2 separate regions of the Triticum aestivum genome follow, and region 2 is linked to region 1. Evidence: chromatin contacts called from public Hi-C data. All regions are on one chromosome and are shown on one strand. Each heading gives the region's core, a stretch centred on a gene start, on an enhancer-like site or on the middle of the called end of the contact. The rest is flanking DNA. Distances are from core to core; before and after follow the strand shown.

The links. A called contact is a pair of places that touch in the nucleus more often than the background predicts.
Region 2: a contact with region 1 is called in a Hi-C map of leaf, with 6 times the contacts expected there. The contact joins the promoter of LOC123041856 here to the promoter of LOC123046441 in region 1. A contact is called at or near these places in 2 of 5 Hi-C or Micro-C datasets (both in leaf) and 1 of 1 datasets of contacts at active chromatin or transcription factors (leaf).

The regions. Positions count from the first base shown.
Region 1 is chr2B:640,036,252-640,039,400 of IWGSC CS RefSeq v2.1, forward strand. LOC123046441 (myosin heavy chain, non-muscle) reads right to left here and starts at 1,585. Exons shown (of 8, transcript XM_044469810.1): 1 at 1,384-1,585; 2 at 118-216. The coding sequence starts at 189.
Region 2 is chr2B:640,235,787-640,238,935 of IWGSC CS RefSeq v2.1, forward strand. It overlaps LOC123041856, which reads right to left and starts at 1,519. Exons shown (of 3, transcript XM_044464409.1): 1 at 1,100-1,519. The coding sequence starts at 1,118.

The sequences.
Region 1 (3,149 bases), core at 335-2,834:
AACAAAACTGAACATGAATAAAACATACTAAGAAAGTAACAAGATATGCACACATTACTCATTTCTGTAAGTACGCTGGAATCTCAGACACGCACTCGACTTAAATGTTTTCCTTACCGAAATCGTATCAGGCGACTTAAGACTGGTAGTCTCCCCAGATCTTACTTCCGCCGCCTGCTCTGCTTCCATCTCGGGCCACTAGCTTAGTATTCGTTTCTGCAATTCACAACAAGAAATACTGGCATCAATACTCACATCGTGAATGAGTATGCATGCATCAAGATAATGTGTAATGATGATGTCACCCACAAATGGGATCCAATCAAGGCGAGCCCAAAAAGGCACAACAGTCTTCCTAGAACAGGCTGAGTGGGGGTAAAGTAAACAATTGATTTTGTGTACAGACCACTTCACTACAGACTGGATACGGAGGAAAGGCGACAGCTCGGATCCAACTATTCGTTGTTATTTTGACAAAAAGAAACACAATGATATCATTAAGAATTTCATGATATCTTATTCCTGTATACATAGCCTACCAGGCTACCACCTACCAGTCAAAAGCAGTACCAACTCCACACAAGGTCAATCAGGACCAGAATTATGTTGCACGCACAAGGATCCGATCGTATGGCTATGCGCATCGCTTGATGCAAAGGCCGGGGTTGGATCGGATCGATCAACAAGTAGTCGATTGAATTTTATTTTTTTCCTCCCTGATCCGAGGTCACACTGAATTTTGGAGAACAAGCGGCTCCCAGCCTACCAGACGCAATATCCACCAAATAGTCCAGCAACCGGCCCGGAAAAAGGCAAAAGACAAAAACGACAATTCGTGCCCACCAACCAGCCCTCCCTCCCTACCACGATCGCCGCCCCCTCCTCCTACCCCGAGCAGGGACGTGCCATCCGCAGCACCTCAAAGTCAGAAAAAATCCCGATCGATCGGACGCCCACAGCCTGATCGAAACAGCACGGTCCTCGTCGACAGCAACAAACCCACCACCCTCCGCTCCGCCGCGAGCAGAGGGGCAGCTCCCAGCGAAATCGGGCGGGAGCCGACCGTAATGGTGAAAGCAGAGGCGGACAGCGAAGCAACCGGAGGCGGCAGAATCGGAGCGACAATTAAAAAAAAAAGCTCCCCCAATCCACTCCGCGGGCGGCGATTCAGTTCAGGCGACGGAAGGCGCCGCTCCAGAGGTGGAAGGTCGGATGAAATGGCGGAACCAGTGCCTCCCTCGCGCAGAGAACCGGCGGATCGCTGACGGGCCGTTGCTCGGCAGACGCGATCAGATTCAAAAAAGAAAGAAGAAGAAAAAACAGAGAGAACAAACACCGGAAAAGATTACGCTCGCTAGTTAACAAGAATGAACAGGAGCTGACCACGGAACCGAAGCCGATCGAAGCTCCCGGCGGCCGAGATCCTCACCCGTCTCTGCTTTTTCCGACGGTCGTGTCAGGCGACCGCGGAGCAGTGAGAAAGTTCAGGGGAGATTGGAACAGTGAGAGAACCGGGGGAGAGAGGGGGGGAGAATCCTTTTTTTATTTGGTCGGGGTTTTTGAGAAGTGCGTTGTATTTCCTCCTCCGTGGAGGGGTTTATATCTGCTGCATACGTGCCGCTGAGTTGGCCGGGCCCCACCAATAAAGCCGGCGGGGTTGATAGCCTCACCGACCCCGTGCGCTCACGCTCGCTGCCCGGTGGGCCCCGGGATGCTTGGCCCCGCGCGTCGGTGGCCGAGAGGGGATTATCCCGTGGGCGGCGGGATTACCGGGATGACACTCCGCGCAACAGCCTGCGTGTGTTGGGGCCTTGCGGGCGGCGTTCTCGGGAGGGAATTTCGCAACGAGATCCCCCTGATGAAGCGTAAAAAGTTTTGAGAAATCTGCGCTATAGTTTTTTTTTAGAAAGATCTACCTTATTTATTTAGCGGCCAAAGAGTCGCAAGCACATTCAAACATCCATAAAGAGTCTAGCCGCCTATGTAGACACGCACATTCAAACATTCAAATTCGTCTCGCTTTTCACCGTCGTCCACACTCCTGGGTCCAACCAAAATGAAAATGAAGCACACCAAGTCAGCAGCTCCATCGGTAAAAAGAAAAGAGAGCTGATTAGTTGTGTTTCCACGCCAGGTCATTTTCGCATCCCGCATCAAAGCCGTTTCCTTTTGGAGGACCGATTCTCCCTTTGATGCTTAGAGGTGTTTATCATCACGCTTTTCCTGATAGAAACTTTTTTTTTTTTGAAGTTGCTTTTCCTGATAGAAACTGACAATAACTCGGTGCACCGATAATGCACTCCTCCAAACTGGAAAGCCCTTCCACCGTGCACGTCTTTGTGGTTTTGGGTTACCTTGCAAGCTAATCTCTCCGTTCCTCCGCAAACAAGAACCTGCAATCGTTTTCATGTGCGCCTCATGGCTTTGCCACCGTGACAGTGTTTCCCTCTTGTCCTGATCATGCGAGCACAACCAATTGTTTTGGCAATTCATTGAGTTCATTACATTTTGCACCGGCCTTTGTTCTCTATGTACTATGCCAGCTTTCTCTTTGCGTCCGTGTGATCACGGAGAATATTTGTATGTGCGCGTGTTGTTAGCGCCTATTTCCGTAATGTGTTTCTCAACAAAACTCTCTCTTAGTGATGACACGTAAGATGTTTGTTGAGTTTTTTTTTCTTTTGGAAAAGACCCAACCAGCCTGACCTTGTCGATGACAGTAGGAATATTTCATACACATGTCCCTAAGGACTAGAGCCACGGAGCCGCAGTCATCGCTGCTGGACCCTTGAATTGATTTCCAACACCTGACATGACACGCAATTTTGCCGCCGTGTACACACGGTGAGAAATCCTAACCTCGCCACCCCCGAGGAGCCGACATGAATATATGTGCGCGCTCCATTGAATTCGTCCCCGACAGACAAATCCAGGAGGATCGGATCCTAGAAGACTGACTCGAATATGAAGAACCATCATCGGCTTGAGTGACACCCCTGCAAGGACTAAAACCATAACTTATAAACTAGTCGAAGTTGAGGCACCGAGATGCCCCTCCCTGCCACATGTCGCCAGGGAGGCAGACAAAGAGCGTATGTTTCTCCCTGCGTGTTGTGAGCGTATGTTTCCGTACTGTGTTTCTCAACAAA
Region 2 (3,149 bases), core at 269-2,768, 200 kb after region 1:
GATATGGCCCGTTAAGCACCCGACGGCCCGGCTGGGAGCCGCGCGTCGCTTTCAGTCGTCGGATCGAGCCGACGGCTCGGATCGCCCCGCAAGTGAGCAAAACAGCCGGCTGGGTGAAACCCTAGCCATTTCTTCCCCTCCTCCCGATTCCCACACTCACTGGCGTTTGACGGCGGCCCGAGGCGTGACGGGGTTCGACGGCGGCCCGAGGCGCGCCGGCCATGGCGGCGCGGCGGCTGCGCTCGCCGGAGGAGCGTGCAGCGGGGTGAATCCCGTGCGCTACCCCGTCGAACGTGGCCCCGGCGTCCGTGCTCATGGCGCATCAGGGGAGGAGGGACGCCGGCCACCGCGACATGTGGGGCGACGGCGACGAGCTCGTCCAGTCAAGTGGCGGCGGTGGCGGCTAGGAAACGTTCCGCGCGTCGCTCCGGTGGGAGGCGACGGCGTCGCGGCGTCTCCGCCCTCGCACCACTTGATGCAGTGCGGGCCCCGAAGGGAAAGGCGGCTACGCGGCGCATTAGGTGAGCCTATGCCTCATTCTTCTCCAATTCGTGTTCATCAGTGCTTATATTGGATTAAAAACAGCCCTAATTAAAGAATTAGGGTTCTACCGAAATTGGGGATTTTTCTAGGGTTCTTCAACATGGGGTTTTGCTACTGTATGTGTGCTATGTATCCCTCTGCCTTCTAATTTGATAATCCAAACGGAAACAGATACTTAAAAGAGGATCAAGTTAAATTAACAGAAACTTAATCATGAGCATTAATTCTTCAGAGGCTTAATTAAAACTGATTAAGCATAATGGCAGTGGAGATCCGTGGCAAATTAGAATACAACATGAGGGCATTAAGACAGTAGCATGCATATTTGGGCTAACCAGGGGTAAAACTTTCAATCTTGATCATAAACCCTAAACATGTCATTGATCTAAACATGATAGTGATCTACTGATCAACAATAAAGGAATCTATTGCAATCAAGATTGGCGACTGATACCATTGTTGGAATAATTATGCATCTCTGGGATGCCATTAGCAGAAACAGATTGCATCTAGATCACCTAAAACATGAACAGAGAAGGGTTTAGGGTTTCTTTACATGTCACGGGAGTGGACATGATCGCCTGCTCGGTGCAGGCGTGATGCAGGGGTGATGTAGTCGAAGTAGATGTTCTCCTCGACGTCCTGATTCCTTCAGGACGCCACCGGCACTGCCCAGGGACAGCGGCGGCGGCTGGCTTAGGTCTTCCCGTCGCTGCAGCACTCCCCCTGATCGGATGGGGTGAGAGAATATCGGGAGGAGAGTAAGCCTTACGTGAATTGTAATCTCGCAGGTGCCCAGCTCTCTCCCGTATCCCTTTTAATATGGCGCTGGCGACAGGGGACCCAAAACCTGAGTTGGTTTTTGGGCGCCCCCGATCAGGGCGCGTTAGTTCTGATCGAGGCTCACGTACGTTGGTACGTGGACCCCTTCACTTATCGTTATCCCTTTATCCTTTTTTTTTGTTAGACTAATAGATCTAACTGCCTGTTTAAGCCGTCAGATCAAAATCAACACAACCCGCTAGAGTACAAAACCCGAACTATAGCGGCCATTAGAGGAGGTGAGGACACTAGTATGAGCTAATAAGCTAGCTTACGAGCATGGAGTGGTAGCTGAGCATTTCTCATGTACACTGCGTACGTACCAAGGATGCTTGGAGAGCAGGTTGACGATAATTTTTTTTTTATTCTTTTGATGAACTTAGGTTGACGCTCAAGCTAGCCAGGTTAACACCAGAAATATTCGCAAAAAAAAAACCCACCGGAAATGCACTAGCTTTTAAAAAATAACACCAGAAATGCATCGAGAATTTCCAGCAATTTCGTACATGGTCGGTTGACATGTTCGGCTCGCTCGGCCTTCATTCCAACAGCCGTCAGCTCATGTTAAAAAAAAGAGTAAAATGCATCCACGGTTATTGAACTTGTGTCGAAAGTTCACTTTGGTCACTGTATTTTAGAATATGGTTAATATGGTCACTATATACGACTTAAAATTAAAATGATTATACGGTCACTGGGTCACAGTATAGCTCCGTATTTTACTCTGTTGACTGGTCAAACACCACAACACCCTCTCTTTACCTACGTGGGTCCCATCTATTAGTGAGAAAAAAAACACAACACTAATCAACCAGCGGTCGATCGTCCGCTGAAGCCCACATATGCTAACCACTGTGCCCACACAACTTTCTTGTTAAGCAAACAGAGCGCCACGGCGTATTTAATTCACACGCGCACAACACACTTACACGCATATGCTGTTATCCCGATGGCATCTCCAGCTCGTGAATTGTGTGTTTGTTTCCGCGGCTTGAAGCACTTGACGCGACGCCTAGAGCGATAAAAAACCCGATCAGACACCGTATTTCCATCTCCCCAGCGTCACTTTGCAAGGCAATTGGGTAAGCGGAGTTGTGCACAGATCCCGATGTGTCAAGAGGCACGCGGTCACCAAGCTTGAGATGTGCCGCAGCCGCCGTCGGAAAAACCGTACGCCGACCGTGATGAGATGAGCAGTCGTTGGACTACTTAGATAACACGAGCTCGATGCGCGATGTCGTATTGTCTTGTCGCTTTTCTTTGTCGGCATAGGCATCCTCCCGGTGGTGCACGTCCTCGGCGCCGTCGCAATCTTGGTATCGTTTACGCGTCGCCAGTGGCAAGGCGGAGACTGCGGGACAAGGTCTAAATGTATGAACCTTCACCGTGCTCATCATGGTGTCCATGCCGATGAACGGGGTCATGGTCGTGTTCAAGCGAAGGACACCGGGATCGCTGCTTGTGACCCAGCCACTGGTCAAGAACACGCTCTTCCTCACAGTTGGCTGCGTGCATACGCATGCGCGTGGAGCTAAAGATGGTGAAGGAGGGCAGGGAGCTGAGAGGATACTAGTACCTGCTCTCAGCGTGGAGGTGCAGTGGTGCACCATGCAGGCAGCGATGGTGGCCGGGCTCGCCGGAGTGTAGGTGGATATGGTGTGCTGCATGGAGTGGAGCGGTGTGCCCGTGGGAGAAGACGGCAAACGCCATACAAGTATATATGTATTTTAGTATTTACGTAATATACATACATAGTAGAGGTCGTGGCTGTGTGCAAGGAGGGG